3 separate regions of the Mus musculus genome follow, and all the other regions are linked to region 1. A link is a contact called in public ChIA-PET and Hi-C data. All regions are on one chromosome and are shown on one strand. Each heading gives the region's core, a stretch centred on a gene start, on an enhancer-like site or on the middle of the called end of the contact. The rest is flanking DNA. Distances are from core to core; before and after follow the strand shown. Region 1 has its middle 15 kb from the start of Gm35218. Region 2 has its middle 14 kb from the start of Gm35388. Region 3 has its middle 16 kb from the start of Gm35388.

Region 1 (4,669 bases), core at 675-3,174:
TGAAGAACGGGTTGCTGTTTAGGAGGGCCACACATTGGTACCACAGGCCACTGAAAGCAGGAAGTGAGCTGGGACACAGCCATGTAGGGTGGTTAGCATCAGCCATGAAGAGGAATACAGCCGGTCTCCTAGCTGAGCCCAAGTGCAGCTTTCGAGTCTCCTGTCATAGCTGGTATTTCTTGATTGTGGCTTTGGGTGTACGGCAGGTGCCCATTCATTGTCTGGTGACTCTAGCGTCGCTCAGGAGTTCCAGAGATCAAGGAGTCTGTAAAGGTGCAAAATCAACAGGCATGACTCCTGAAGGTTCTCTTATCTGACACTTTTAGAGAACAAGATGACGTTTCCAACTAACTAAAGTCAGGAGCTCCCTAGGGGATGAGGCTATCCTAAGATAACCACGCTTGAAAGCATCACCCCACCACGATCTGTACGTCTTCCCTTGGGTTATCCTTATTCAAAACAGAAACTTGAAAACTGAATTTCCATGATGCTCCAAAATGCCTGCTATGGGGGTCTAGGGCCACTGTGCCCTTCACCCTACTTAAACACAAGATCTGTACGCAGTTTATCATTTAAAGCACAGGCCTCATTTTGCCTTAGTCATTTTAGACTTAATGTAATAGAGGTTTATTTTATGTTCACATAATAGCATTAGTGCAGTTGTATGTCAAATAGGGGCAGTGGTAGGAATACATGTGTATGTTGTTCAGGGATTCAGTCTAATGGTGGCACTGCCATTTTTAATATCAAGCTTGCAAGGCTGCTCCTGAATGTTGACATCCAGGAAGCAGAGGAATAAAGTGCATGGATTGTTATGGAGCCTCGGGCTGGTGAACTAAAACTTCCTTTGGCTAAGGTTTAATCATACAGGCACAACAAATTACAAAGGGTGCCTGTGAAGGTGGGTGGATAGAAATACAGACCTTGGCTCGGCACTCACTTTTCAGTGACAACTCTTTGCTAAAATGGGGGAAAGCACAAGAAACCAGGGAGATAGCTTAGTGGGTAGAAGTTGTTGAAAGCATCAGGACTTGAGTTCAAATCCCTATTGCCTACATAAAAAGGGGGGGCATGGTTGGGTATGCTGTAACACCATGCTTGGGAGGTGAGGACAGGCAGATCCTCTGGCCAGCCTCAATAAAATAATAATAAGCTTCAGGTTCAGTGAGCAACCCTGCCTCAAAAAACAAGATGGAGTACAAAAGAAGAAACCCCAGTGTCCACACAGGGCCGGCCACACAGGGGCATGCGCACTCTCACACACATATCATATGCACGTATGCTACACCCAAACACCCTATACACACACACTCCCTGTTAAAGAAAGGGGAAGCTAAACATCTATGTCCTGAGTGGAAATCTTCAAATGTATGCTTTCTCATCAAATCAAATGTAACGTTTCCTCTCCATGCTGGATTGCTGGCCTTCCCCTTTGAAGATTGCTAGCACTCCCCTCAGCCACGCATCTTCTAGCTTTCCTTTCTTCTAATCTCTCTGAGAAGAGTCATTAACCTCTCTTGAATACAGTAAGAAATAAAGGTCTGTGCAAGCATTGCAGGAGTCCAGGTGTGCTACCGAGGCAAGTGAACACGTTTCGTAAAATCTATTTTTGTTGTTCTGACGCTTCCTGATCACTTCCTGTTTCTTTTCTTTCTTTCTTTTTTTTTTCTGTTCTGAGAGATGCATCTGGAGAACTCTGTTGTTTTAACTACGAAGCCTCATTTCAGCAAACCTGAGCTGATCTCAAGGCATACAGCAAGGGCCTCGTAACAAAACCTTAACTTTTCCACAACTCCAATTTCCCGAAGGAGCATCCGTATGTACACAGCACCTTTGTGTGTGTGGCCCGTTTTATTCATCTTAGCTCACTTACAGAGATGAATTTAGAAGACAGCCACTCTCTCTCCTGCTCCCCTTCATCTTTCCTGTGTGTATCTAGAACCAGGAAATGAGAGAATGAATCTTAGTGGAGTCCTGCTTGGTTTCATATCTGGTCGAGTTTTCAGTCAAGGGAACAAAAGAAACAAACCTTCTGGGAGACAAAGATCGGTCTTTGTTTTAGTTGTTATTTAAAGGCCTTTAATAATCAGCATGATGAAATTTTCTAGCTAGTGTTATTTGTTTATACATAAAATTTCCTCAGAGTTGAGACACAATTTAATACCAGGAAAACAAACAGTAAAGCCCTGTCCTGCCGGGTCCTGTGAGTTTGAGTGTGTATGTTAGCTGCCTACACATTGCACTGCCTGTGACTTCAAAGGGTTCAGATGACAGGAAGGGAAAGACTCGTGTTCTCTATCAGGTATTCTTAGAAATGCCAACTCATTTTTCTAGAGTATATATAGCACAAGTTAACAAGAAAATGAATCACTTCCAGGACTGTGTGGGGACTGTGACATTGTAGTAACACAGCTTACTTAAGAAATTCGAAAACAACATCCTGAGTTATTAAAGCTATGAGTAGATTACTGAAGGGAGACCACAAAGCAGGCTCAGCCTCAACTGAGTTGAGAGCTGTCAACAAAATTCACTGGACTTTGTTAAGCATAGTGGTTACTGTGTCTAATGGTAATTTTAGGTTATTAAAAGTGGGGATGGGCTAGGGTGGGGATACTCATTGCCACATGTGATTCTGTTTTGTCATGGTCTGTCATGAGTTTCTAAACTTCTGGTAAGTATCAAGCCTGGCCTAATACTCTCAAAGAGAATCAGAGCTGGGTACTGGTCAATTTGGTTACAAAAATCTATTCAACAAACCCTTTGATCTACATTGCTATTGCCTGCAAAACATGCTAGAGCAAAAGTGACCCCAAGTTTTGGGGAATAACCAACCTATGTATTATTTGACTTAAGGACAATTCCACAAGGTGTAACCTATAAAACACACATACACACAGGACCTGGTGCTGACTCATGTAGCAGTGTAGACACTACTTGGATGAACAAGTACAGAGACTACATAGCTCAGAAACCTTGGGTAAAAAAATCACATATATTTGTGTGTGTGTGTGTGTGTGTGTGTGTTAATTAGTGATAAAATGACTCCTGATGATATTCTGTTATAGTCATAGATCAATGTTTTCGTTCAGGTGTCATCACAGAAGCTTCCTTCTAGAACAGATGGGAACAAATACCAAAGACCTACAGCCAGACATTACACACAGAGACCTTGGAACATTCTGCAGTACAAGGGTTGTCTCTATCAAATCCCTCCCCTCAGAACTCTGGGAACCCTGTAGTAGAGGAGGAAGAAAAGAGGAGGAGGAACGAGTGTAGGAGCCAGAGGGGATGGAGGACCCCAGGAGAACAAGGCCCTCTGAATCAACTGAGCAAAGTCTCTATGAACTCACAGAGGCTGAAACAGCAAGCGCAGGGCCTACACAGGTCTGCACCAGATCCTCTGTGTGTATATTATGGCTTTCAGTTTAGTGTTTTGGGGTCTCCTGGGTGTGTGAAAGAATGCATCTCTGATTCTTGTGCCTTCTCTTGGACTCTTTTCCTCCCGTTAGGTTTTGTTGTTGAACTTCCATATGATGGTCTTTGTTTTATCTGATATTTTATTTTGTTCGGTTTTGTTGTTATCTTTTAGAAGCCTGTTCTTTTCTAAATGAGGGACAGAAAGAGAGTGATATAGATGGGAGAGGATGTGGGAGAGGGGAAACCATAAGCATGATATAGTGAATGAGAAAAGAATCTACCTTTAATAAAAGAGTTGAATAAAATATTTTATTAAATTTGAATAATAAAATGTTTGAATAGAAATTATTCAACAATAAAAAAACCTAGGACACTAGGAGAAAAGATGCAGCACAGAAGTGATTTCGAATTCTAATTGGTGTCTTAGTTACTTTTCTATTTCTTTGAAAAGACACCACAACCAAGGCAACTTATAAAGTATAATTGGGAGCTTGCTTATATGTTTAGATGATGAAATCTATGACCATCATGACAGGGAGCCTGGTAGCAAGCAGACAGGCATAGTATCTGAGTGCTTACTGATCCATACACAGGGAGCAGAGAGAAACTGGGTCTGGTGTGGGCATTTGAAACCTCAAAGCCCACCCTCAGTGACACATTTCTTCCAACAAGACCATACCTCCTAATCCTTCCTAAATTGTCCACCAACTGGGAAACAAACATTCAAATATAGGAGCCCAGGATTAGGCTAGGATGCCCAGGATGGAGCCAGGTTTTAGGAAACCTAGGATTTGTACAGCTTATAAAAGTATTGCCAGATGGGTAGATTTTCTTGGGTGGGTCCTTTGCAATGGTGAGGCTTTTAAACTTCTCAGTAAATCATATTTTATCAAGCTACCAACATATCCCCATTCTGGCCCAACATTTTAGATCTTAGTGTCCGTTGAAATACTGTCATATAGAATTCTGAAAGATAGAAAGGTCAGCATACATCTATGAAGTCTCTTCTTGAAGTTTGTAACTTTTAGGATTTTGGAGATATTTTAAAAACTTGAAAAGCAGAGTAAACTCCATTAAACATTACCATCGCCTTTATTAATGGATATCCTGGCATCCTTTGTGTCTTCAGGAAGCAATCCAGACAAACAGATAAACAATTTCCACAGTAACTCTCAGCCTTATGCTCGAAAAAACACAGAGTTAAATAGGACTTGAGATGGACAGAATGACTGTTGCTTTGGGCAAGTCAACC
Region 2 (4,669 bases), core at 1,257-3,756, 300 kb after region 1:
AGCCACCTCTTCTATATTTGTGCGTAAGCACAAATCCTGCAACTTACAACATGATTGGACTGCTACAATTTGCATTTTGTAGCCCTTTTCTGTCACTGGGAGAATATAAAGTCAACATTACTGGCAGATAATAGAACAATAGGCAAACCAATGTGAGACATACTATATCTCATAGCCACGGAGGCTAGCCATGAAAAGCCTGCTTGCTCTAGTTCTTGGAGGAAGGAATATTTTAGGGGCTTTCTTTGTGTCCATTGAACTATTTCTTTCAGTCTTCGCAGAAATCATGAGAGCGGATATCTTTTTTTAATTTATTTATTGTTATATGTATCTACACTATAGCTGTCTTCAGACACACCAGAAGAGGGAGTCAGATCTCATTACAGATGGTTGTGAGCCACCATGTGGTTGCTGGGATTTGAACTCAGGGCCTTCGGAAGAGCAGTCAGTGCTCTTAACCACTGAGCCATCTCACCAGCCCTGAGGGCGGATATTTTTATTCAGATTTTACAGATAGGGACAGAACACTGTGGTGCAGAAACTCAGAAGTACAGGGTCCTGAACATGGTTGCACCACCAGCAAGGGCTGTCTCACACCCGAGCTGTGGTTTTTCACTCTCCCAGACTAATAACTAAAAGATACCCACAATGCTAACTAAGTTCTTCCACCATCCACAGTCCTCAAGCCAAATGGTCCAGCATTCAGGCATGGCCACTGAACCTTGACTGGGAGCAAAGGGAAGTTTCTCTGCAGAACCTAGCACAATGTTTTCCTCGTCCTTTCTAAGATACCCCAGTGCTGCTGTCGCTGATCCAGACAGCTCATCCACTTGTTGTCTACCAACAGCATCATCATGACCTTTACAGGCAAACACCAGAGCTGAGGGAGTTTGCAGAAAAGTTATCTTAGAAATGCTTTAGGGCTGCAAAGATAGTTCAGTTGATAAAGTGCTTGCCTTGCAAACATGAGAATCTGAGTTCAATCAACCTCCCTCCCCAGGACCCACGTAAAACTCCAGTGCATGATGGTGTGGGTTTAATCCCAGCCATGGGAAGGAAGAAATGGACACATTCCAGGGGTTTGTTGGCTAGCCAGCCTGAAGGACTTGTTAAGTTCCTGGCCAGTGAGAGACCTTATGTCATTTTTAAAGAGAAAGGAAACAAAAGCAAAATAAGGTGAGTTGGGTATGGTTGGCACACACCCTTAATCCCAGCATTTGGAAGGCAGAGGTAGGTGGATCTCTGAGTTCCAAGCCAGGCTGATCTACAGATGAGTTTCGGGACAACCAGAGCTATACAGAGAAACCTGTCTCAAAAACAAAACAAAATAATAACAAAAACGGCAAAAATTTTAAAAAATTTAAAATTTAAAATAAACCTAAGGTGAGCAGCTGCCTGAGAACTAGTGGAAGCGTGACAGGTTTTCTGGTCTTCACATGCATGCATGCACATAAACTTGTACCTGCCACACACACACACACACACACACACACACGCACACGCACACACACACGCACACGCACACGCACACGCACACACACACATCTATGCATACACATGAAGAAAAGAAAATACTTTAAAAATCCCTTCTATATAAACACCGTTGGGGCTGGGGACCATATTTGAGCCACTACAAGAGAGACATAGTTGCATAAATGCCTATAATCTCAGCACTTAGGAGGCTGGGGCAGGATGTCTCCTGAGAGGCTCTGCCAGAGCAGATGTTTGCAGCCAACCATCAGACTAAGCACGGAGACCCCAATGGAGGATTAGGGGAAGGACTGAAGGAGCTGAAGGGGTTTGCAGCCCCATAGGAAGAACAACAATATTAACCAACCAGACACCCCCCCCAGCCCCCAAGATCTCCCAGGGACTAAACCACCAACCAAAGAATACACATGATGGGGCTCATGGCTCCAGCTGCATAAGTAGCAGAGGAAGGCCTTATCTTACATCGATGGGAGGGGAAGCCCTTGGTCCTGTGCAGGCTTAATGCCCTAGCATAAGGGGATGCTAGGGTGATGAAGTGGGAGTGGGTGGGTGAGCACCCTCATAGAAACAGGGGGACGGGGAGGGGATAGGGGGGTTTACAGAGGGGAAACCAGGAAGGGGGATAACATTTGAAATGTATATAAGTAAAATAACCAATTTTTTTTTTGTTTTTTACAAAAAGAAAGCTTAAGGCCAGTCTGGGCCATAAAGGAAACCCTGTCTAAAATGAAAATAAATTGAGAGAGATGAGGGAAAGAGGGAGAGAAGGGAAGACAGATAGAGGGAGAAGGAAGGGGAGATGGGAGCAGAGAAAAGCTTTTTAAAAGGTAGAGTCACAGAGAACAGTCCAGCATTTGCTCCCTTCCTGCAGTCATGTGTCTGAGCACTGATACTCCTCACTTGCGTGCCAGGGAGCTGCTTCAAAAATGAAACCAGAAGACTCTTAGCCTGCAGGTGGCTCTGGTAGCCAGAAACAGATGTACGTTCTACAAGGACAGAGAAGTAGGGCAGCATATTTTTTTTTCCAAAACAAAGACTGAGGAAACCACAGCTGCAGTTGGTGGGCAGGCGGCATCCTGGTTCTGAGTTTGCAGCGCCCGAAGGAGGAGTTTTGAGGCCAGAGGAGAGGCGGGGTCACCCAGGAGCCCCCGCATTGTCAAGATTTCAGAGACGTTTCTCAAAGATAAGCGCATTATTATTTTTTTCTAAAAGGAAATACATAAAACTTGGGGTTGAAATTAAAGACTAATGTTTTCTCCCACAATCACATTAATCTCTCTCTCTCTCTCTCTCTCTCTCTCTCTCTCTCTCTCTCTCTCTCTCTCTCAAAGTTGAAAATAAAGAACCATGGTGTTTTGATCTCTGTGCTGTATGCAATGGCAGACATATGCTGGCAAGTTTAAGATGCCTTTTCAGCTACAAATATTAATCACATAGCCGCCTGGCCATGATGGTGCTGGTCTGACGTTCCATAGCCTGGGAGGCTGAAACAGCAGGAATATAAATTCAAGGCCACCTGGATACAGAGCAGGTTACAGGGCAGCCTGAAGCACAAGAAACCTATCCCATTTTGGTGATATCTGCCTCACAGGAAACATAGAGAATTATGCCTTTATTATCTTGCCTTGTCCTGTGAGACAATAAATCCCATTCTCCAAAGACTTACACACATTGGATCCCTACTGCCTCCTTGTGGAATCCCATCAGATGTCCCTGGCTTTTCTAGATTGTCAGATCCCAAGATGGAAGCAGGAATCTGAACCCTGGGCTCCAGGCTTTGTCTGCCAGCACGTTGGAAAAGCAGGGAGCCAGATCCCAGCCCAGACTTCACAAATCCGAACGCTGCATTTATGAACCCCTAGTCTTCACTGTCCTGATGGATTTGAGATAGGTCACCAACTTGTATGAATTAGGGCAGAGTCAGAGTGAGTCTTGGGGCTCTTGTCCTCTTTTGTGAAATGAGGGCATATTGGAGTTCATAGGCTAAAATCAAGGTGTCTGCAGGGCCAGAAAGCCCTGGAAGATAGTGTGTTTTCTTGCCTGCATTTCAGAATCAGCAAAGGCCAGTCATGTGTTCACTCCATGTCACTCCACCCTAACCTCCTCCCTTCAGGCTGTTTTCTGTTGGTATGAACACCCATGAATTTGATTTGAAAAGAGAGGATTCATCTAGGTTTTTCAGTTCTGGGCGCTGCAAATCGAAAATCAGGGAGCCACATCTGGAGAGGCCTGTGCCCTTTTGGTAAGCCAGCCATGATGACACGCATCTCTAGCTGAGAGACCTTTGTGTATAAATCCATTGTAGTTGCTAAATCACAGCCTCATTATGTAGTTCTAGAATCCACCGATGCCATGTATCTGAATTCTCTCTTATGGATCACCTCATATGACCATCTACCGTCTGTTCATTTACTCGTTCGTCCACTCTGTGGTGATTAATCTTCATTGTCATTTCAGCTGGACTTAGAACCACCTACCACTAGACATGTCTATGAGGATGTTTCCAGAACAGGTTGACTGAAGAGGGAGGACCCAGCCCCACTGAGTGGTACTGTTTAATTGGCTCAGGTCCCAGATTGAATAAAGGAGAAGGCGGTCTGAGAGACAGGAATTCTCTCCTCTTTGCTTCCTAACTGCAGAAGCGATGTGGGAGGGGCTGCCTCATGCTCCTCCCACCACGGTACCACGGAGAGAAGGACAGGTACCCTCAAACTTTGAGCTGTGGTAAACACTTACTTACTTAAGGAGATTCTGCCAGTTATTTTGACACAGCAACAGGAACCGTGCACACTCCTTCAGTGAATACTGCACTTCCACCATGTACATAGTCCTGGCGATGCAGTAAGGACTGTGGCCCTGCATCTTAACAGATTCCTAAGCAAACTGAGATGCTGGGGGTCTCTGGGAAGCTGGGATGCTGGGGGGTCTCTGAGAGTCTCAGGGAAGCCTACCAGGCCTGCGTTGCCCAAGCTTCGCTTCCACCCCGCTGCATCAGCGTTTCCTGTTTCACAGTTGGTACCTTTCTAGTGCCTGACACACAGGAAACCCTTAGGTAAGGGAACACAATAGTCTGTAAGTGTCTGAAGCCGGAGACAAGCCCTTTTCCAGCTCATCTTCCAGAGCTGGCCTCCAGCATCTTTCCTCTCTTGGGTCATAAACAGATGCCCCTCCTCCACCC
Region 3 (4,669 bases), core at 1,602-4,101, 270 kb after region 1:
GAAGAAAAAGAAGAAGGAAGAAGAAGAAGAAGAAGAAGAAGAAGAAGAAGAAGAAGAAGAAGAAGAAGAAAAAGAAGAAGGAAGAAGAAGAAGAAGAAAAGGGAGAAGAAGAAGAAGAGGAGGAGGAGGAGAAAAAACAAGACCATGTCTCCCCTTTATCACCCTTCTTTTTCCTTTCTTATTTCTATCCTATATCAGTAAGACCTCAATCTGCCTGCCTGGGGGCAAACAGACTGATTATATGTATGTATATGTATTTTCCTCCTTCCCTGCACTCATTTCTTGGAAGTTAGTTTTTCCCAAGGGTGAAAATATCTTCCCCACCTGGATATAACCAGTGACATAACACCGGTAGCCCAGACCTCTCCCTTGAGATGTCACACTTGACATCGCCATGTGAGTATCTTTTAAAAAAAATGTCTGAAACGTCTTCAAAATCAAACCCCTAAATAACTCCTGGGCATGCTCTTTCTGCAACCTTCCCCAATCAATGGCATCTGTAACCTTCAAATGCCCCGGTGAACCGCATTGAGATGTCTTTGATGTCTCCCTTTATCTCATCCGCACAATCTGATGGAAGCTGTTACTGATACAGATCTGGAAACACACACAGAGCTAAACTACATCTCATTACTCTTCAGCTCCAATCTTTCTCATCTGACATCCCTGCTTCTACAGTTGCCCCTTTTTCTGAGCTGGAATGTGTTCCCCCGAAATACATGTTGAAGACCTAGAAAATGACATCTCATTTGAGAATAGAGTGTGGTTATAATCAAAATGAGATGGCTAACTGAAACACAAACCTCTCTAGCCAATGCCTGATGCCTTTACCTAGAGGAAGAGAGCTAGAGACATTGGAGAAAGACTATGTAGGGATGGACTTATCTAGCCACAAACCAGGGAAAGCCAGAAGCTGAAAGTGGCCAGTGGAGTCTCTCCCAGAGTCTTCAGAAAGAGCATAGCTCTACTAACATATAGATTTTAAAAATTATAACCCCAGAATAGAGAACACATTTCTAATGTTTTAAGCTCCTTATTTGTGATCATGTTACAATAGCTATAGACAATTATGATACCTTTCTATAATCTACATCATCAAACCAAGAATAATCTTTTTTTCTCTAGACAAGTTTCACCTATCTCAGACTATCTCAAACTCTATGTAGCTTAGGGTGGCCTTGGGCTATTATTGATTTTCTTATTTCCACCTCTCAAGTGCTGCCATTACAGGCATACACTGCCCTGCCCAGTTAATGCAATGCTAATATTCAAATCCAGGGCTTTTTACTAGACAAGCCCTCTACCAAGCAAGCAACCGTGGCCTCAGAAGAGCAATCTATTTAAAATGTAACTCTGGTCTTTATAATCTAAATACCACCAAGCCTACCTATATCAAAGTCTTTCCAGGTGCTAATAAACTGCCCTTGATCTCCTTCTGTTTTCCCCTCACCTGTTTCATGGCAGTAACCCCCATCTCCTTGCTGTTCCTCGAGCAAGCAAAGCAGTCTCCTACAGTGAATCTTTGCCTCTATCTGGAAGGCTCCGCCTCTGCTAGTCATGTGACTCCTCTCAGCTTCTTCAGGCTTTGTTCCCTGTCACCTTCTGGGTGAGGAATACTTTGATGAGCTTCCTAAAGTCACAATCAACCACTCTTTTCACTACCAAAGTTCTTTATTGGGCTCTAGTTTTCACACACATTAATGCCCAGTCATAGAACAAGCGGCTCATTGATCATTTAGTTATTTCCACAAAGCTGAAACATAACCTGTACGAAGTAGAAATTCCTTTCTTTGACCATTAAAGAGAGCCAATAGAAGGCACACAGTAAATATCTGTTGACTGGATAGATGAGAATGAATGGAAAGGGTTCTGTCCAGGTAAAAGTGGATTCTTAACAACAGGCATCTTTTAGGGGAAAACAATTCTCCTCCCCATGGCTTCTGAAGTTTTAATTCCATGGTCAATTTATTTCCAGGCCATATTCCCCCAAATCCAATTTAAGTTGGGATTTTCCCAAGTCAATTAGATGGGGCTTAAATTAGAAAAGGTATATAAATTCAGCTGACACTGCCCTTGGCACAGCCCAAGTGCCTGATAAATTATTTCTCCTCTTCTTTGCAATCACTAAAGGATTTGAATATCCTGAAGGAGTAGGTTGCAGATTTCTCTCATATGTGTTATATGAATGTGTGCGTGTGCGTGTGTGCGTGTGTGTGTGTGTGTGTGTGTGTGTGTGTGTGTGTGTGTGTGTGTGTGTGTGTGTATTGACAGAAACAAATGGTCTGGGGCCACACACACTGAGCCAGGAGCTGCCCTTCCAGTCTTGTGGATAAGTAATGATGTAGCAATGTGGTGACCTTATGGAGTAACAGTGTTACAACAATGAGTGATACATTTCTGCCTTCCGCAGGCAACAATCTTCTCTCAGTTTGTAACTATGTGTTACAATTTGTAACTATTTGTAACTACTGACCTCCCTTCCTTGCCTCTCAGTAGCCTCTGGAAATCTGTGTGATTGCACCACACAAACATAAGAAGACCCAGAGGAAATAAAAGCCAGATCGAGTTCACCATCACATACTGCACCACCACTATCTATTCACAGGTTGGTTCAATCTTATCATAGGGACTTAGCTTTCTAGATACCAATGAAGTCACTTGGCAGTGTCTACCCTTACTGCAGAGGCACATGTATTTCTTAAAGCAGAACCTGGGTGCTGACATTTGCCCCCACACGGCTTTCTCTTTTCTTTTTTTGACTTTGCAATGAAATCATAATTCATTTCTCTGCAGGGCACCTTCCAGTAAGTTTGTGGCTATAACATCGGTGAAATACAAACCACATCCTGGAGTCTCTAGAAGAAGTAAGAACCCACTTGAAAATGTCTAGAGGGGAGGTTGGAGGTGGCTCAGTGGTTAGGATCTGAGTTTGGATTGCCATTGTCCACGTAAAAGCTGACAACAGCAGCGCACCCCAGCACAGGCAGGTTCCAGGGGCTCACTGGCCAGCCAGTCTCGTCAAAACAGTGAGCTCCAGGTTCAGTGAGAGACCCCCATCTCTTTGTCAGGTATAGAAGCAATTGAGAAAAATGCCCAAACATCATCAAACTCTGGCTTCTTCAGTCACCTGTGTGGGCAAGCACACGGGCATGTACATGAGTGTGCACATATGCATGTACATGCACACACACACACACACCTGCATGCATGCATGCATACGTACATATGTACATACATACATAAAAGAAAACTAAAGAGACAGAAATTGCAAGTGAGAAGGCCTCTTACTCTTCTATACACAGTATCTCATTTCATTCACTCAAGAGATGAGTGTCACAAAGATATAGATAAGAAAACTATCAAAAACTTATTTTCAGAAAGTGAAACTAGGTCACTGTGTCTACCAGGGTAAATTCCCACAAACCTGGCTTAAAGAGACAGAGGCTCATCCTCTTGCCATTCTGGAAACCTGATCCTGGTTTCCAAAAGCCTGGATCCTAGCATCAAAGTTTTGTCTCAACAGAATCATTCATTCACTTTCACTCATTCATTTAACAAATATTTACCGAATGTCTTCCATGCATTACAAGGACTGGAAGTTTCTGGGAGCTCCTGAAAGAGTCCCTCCTTGCATCTCTCCTAGTCACTAGCCAGCAATCCCCAGTGTCCTGTGTTCCAATCTCAACCTTGCTGTATAGCACAGCCTTCTATTAGCTTATTAAGATACTACTCATTGAGTTTATAGCAAAAAAAAAAAAAGAAAGAAAGAAAGAAAGAAAGAAAGAAAGAAAAAAAACTCTAAGCTAGTCACATCTGTGTTGATTGTTTTTTGTCAACATAGCTAGTGTCATTTGGGAAGAAGAACCTCAATTTTAAAACTCCCTCCATAAGATTGGCCTGTGAGCATGTCCATGGGTTATTTCTTTTCTTGATTAATGATGGATGTCAGTGGTGCTGTCCCTGGGCTGGTGGTCCTGGGTTCTATAAGAAAGCAGGCTGTGCAAGCTATGTAGAGCAAGCCAGTAGGCAGCACCCCTCTGTGGTCTGTGTTTCAGTTCCTGCCTCCAGGCTCCTGCCCTCGGAGATGGAGTATGGCTTAGTTTGTAAAATGAAACAATTCCTTTCCACGCCTAAGCTGATTTTGTTCAGTGTTTTACCACATCAAGAGAAAACGAATGAGGACAACCGTCTGACCCCACAACCTCCTTACATCTCCAAAGACCCTATTTACCTAATAAGGTCATATTCTTAGGATAAGGACTCGGGCATGTCATGGGGCCATACAACCCACTGTAGCCACTAAGAAGGTGGGAAACCCAGAACTCAGACTCCGCTCTGAGTGCAACATTCTAAGTACACATAGCCTCCCCTGGTTCTCCCAGGAGAGTAGGACAAGCCACTCTGGAGTGTCACTGGCCTGGGGACAAGTGCTTCTTCCCATGTCATCTTTCCCTGAGAGAAAAGTCTGGTTTCCCTTAATTGACCTAGATTCAAATGGAATGTAAAAGTCTCTCTCATAGATGCCCCATTATAACCTTCCTAGGAAAGTATGTGGGTGGCTGTCCTAATGCACTGTTACTCTAAGTTGAAGCAGTCCTGAGAATTGTCACACCCTGCATCAGAGCTTCCAGGAACACATTGCATTTATAAGGATAGAAGGATAGTGTTT

Evidence for each region. Hi-C and Micro-C count contacts between places; a contact is called where the count stands out from the background. ChIA-PET counts read pairs in DNA pulled down with a chosen protein or histone mark.
Region 2: a contact with region 1 is called in an RNA polymerase II ChIA-PET map of memory CD8 T cells, with 59 read pairs. The contact joins two enhancer-like sites. A contact is called at or near these places in 1 of 39 promoter capture datasets (stem cell-derived epiblast-like cells), 1 of 484 Hi-C or Micro-C datasets (cortical neurons) and 2 of 115 datasets of contacts at active chromatin or transcription factors (bone marrow-derived macrophages and memory CD8 T cells).
Region 3: a Hi-C map of Th1 cells shows a contact between it and region 1, with 5 times the contacts expected there. The contact joins two enhancer-like sites. A contact is called at or near these places in 7 of 484 Hi-C or Micro-C datasets (CD8 T cells, Th1 cells, Th2 cells and 4 more) and 2 of 115 datasets of contacts at active chromatin or transcription factors (CD8 T cells and memory CD8 T cells).

Annotation. Positions count from the first base shown.
Region 1 is chr14:72,820,122-72,824,790 of GRCm38.p6, forward strand. No RefSeq gene overlaps it. Among named protein-coding and RNA genes, the nearest start is that of Gm35218, 15 kb to the left of the region's middle. Within about 2 kb of position 1,925, at least 66 of the 459 cell types and tissues checked have an H3K27ac peak or open chromatin away from gene starts, as enhancers often do. A contact at or near this core is called in CD8 T cells, Th1 cells, Th2 cells and 3 more, where this site is marked.
Region 2 is chr14:73,114,640-73,119,308 of GRCm38.p6, forward strand. No RefSeq gene overlaps it. Among named protein-coding and RNA genes, the nearest start is that of Gm35388, 14 kb to the left of the region's middle. Within about 2 kb of position 2,507, at least 152 of the 459 cell types and tissues checked have an H3K27ac peak or open chromatin away from gene starts, as enhancers often do. A contact at or near this core is called in bone marrow-derived macrophages and memory CD8 T cells, where this site is marked.
Region 3 is chr14:73,085,065-73,089,733 of GRCm38.p6, forward strand. No RefSeq gene overlaps it. Among named protein-coding and RNA genes, the nearest start is that of Gm35388, 16 kb to the right of the region's middle. Within about 2 kb of position 2,852, at least 35 of the 459 cell types and tissues checked have an H3K27ac peak or open chromatin away from gene starts, as enhancers often do. A contact at or near this core is called in CD8 T cells, Th1 cells, Th2 cells and 2 more, where this site is marked.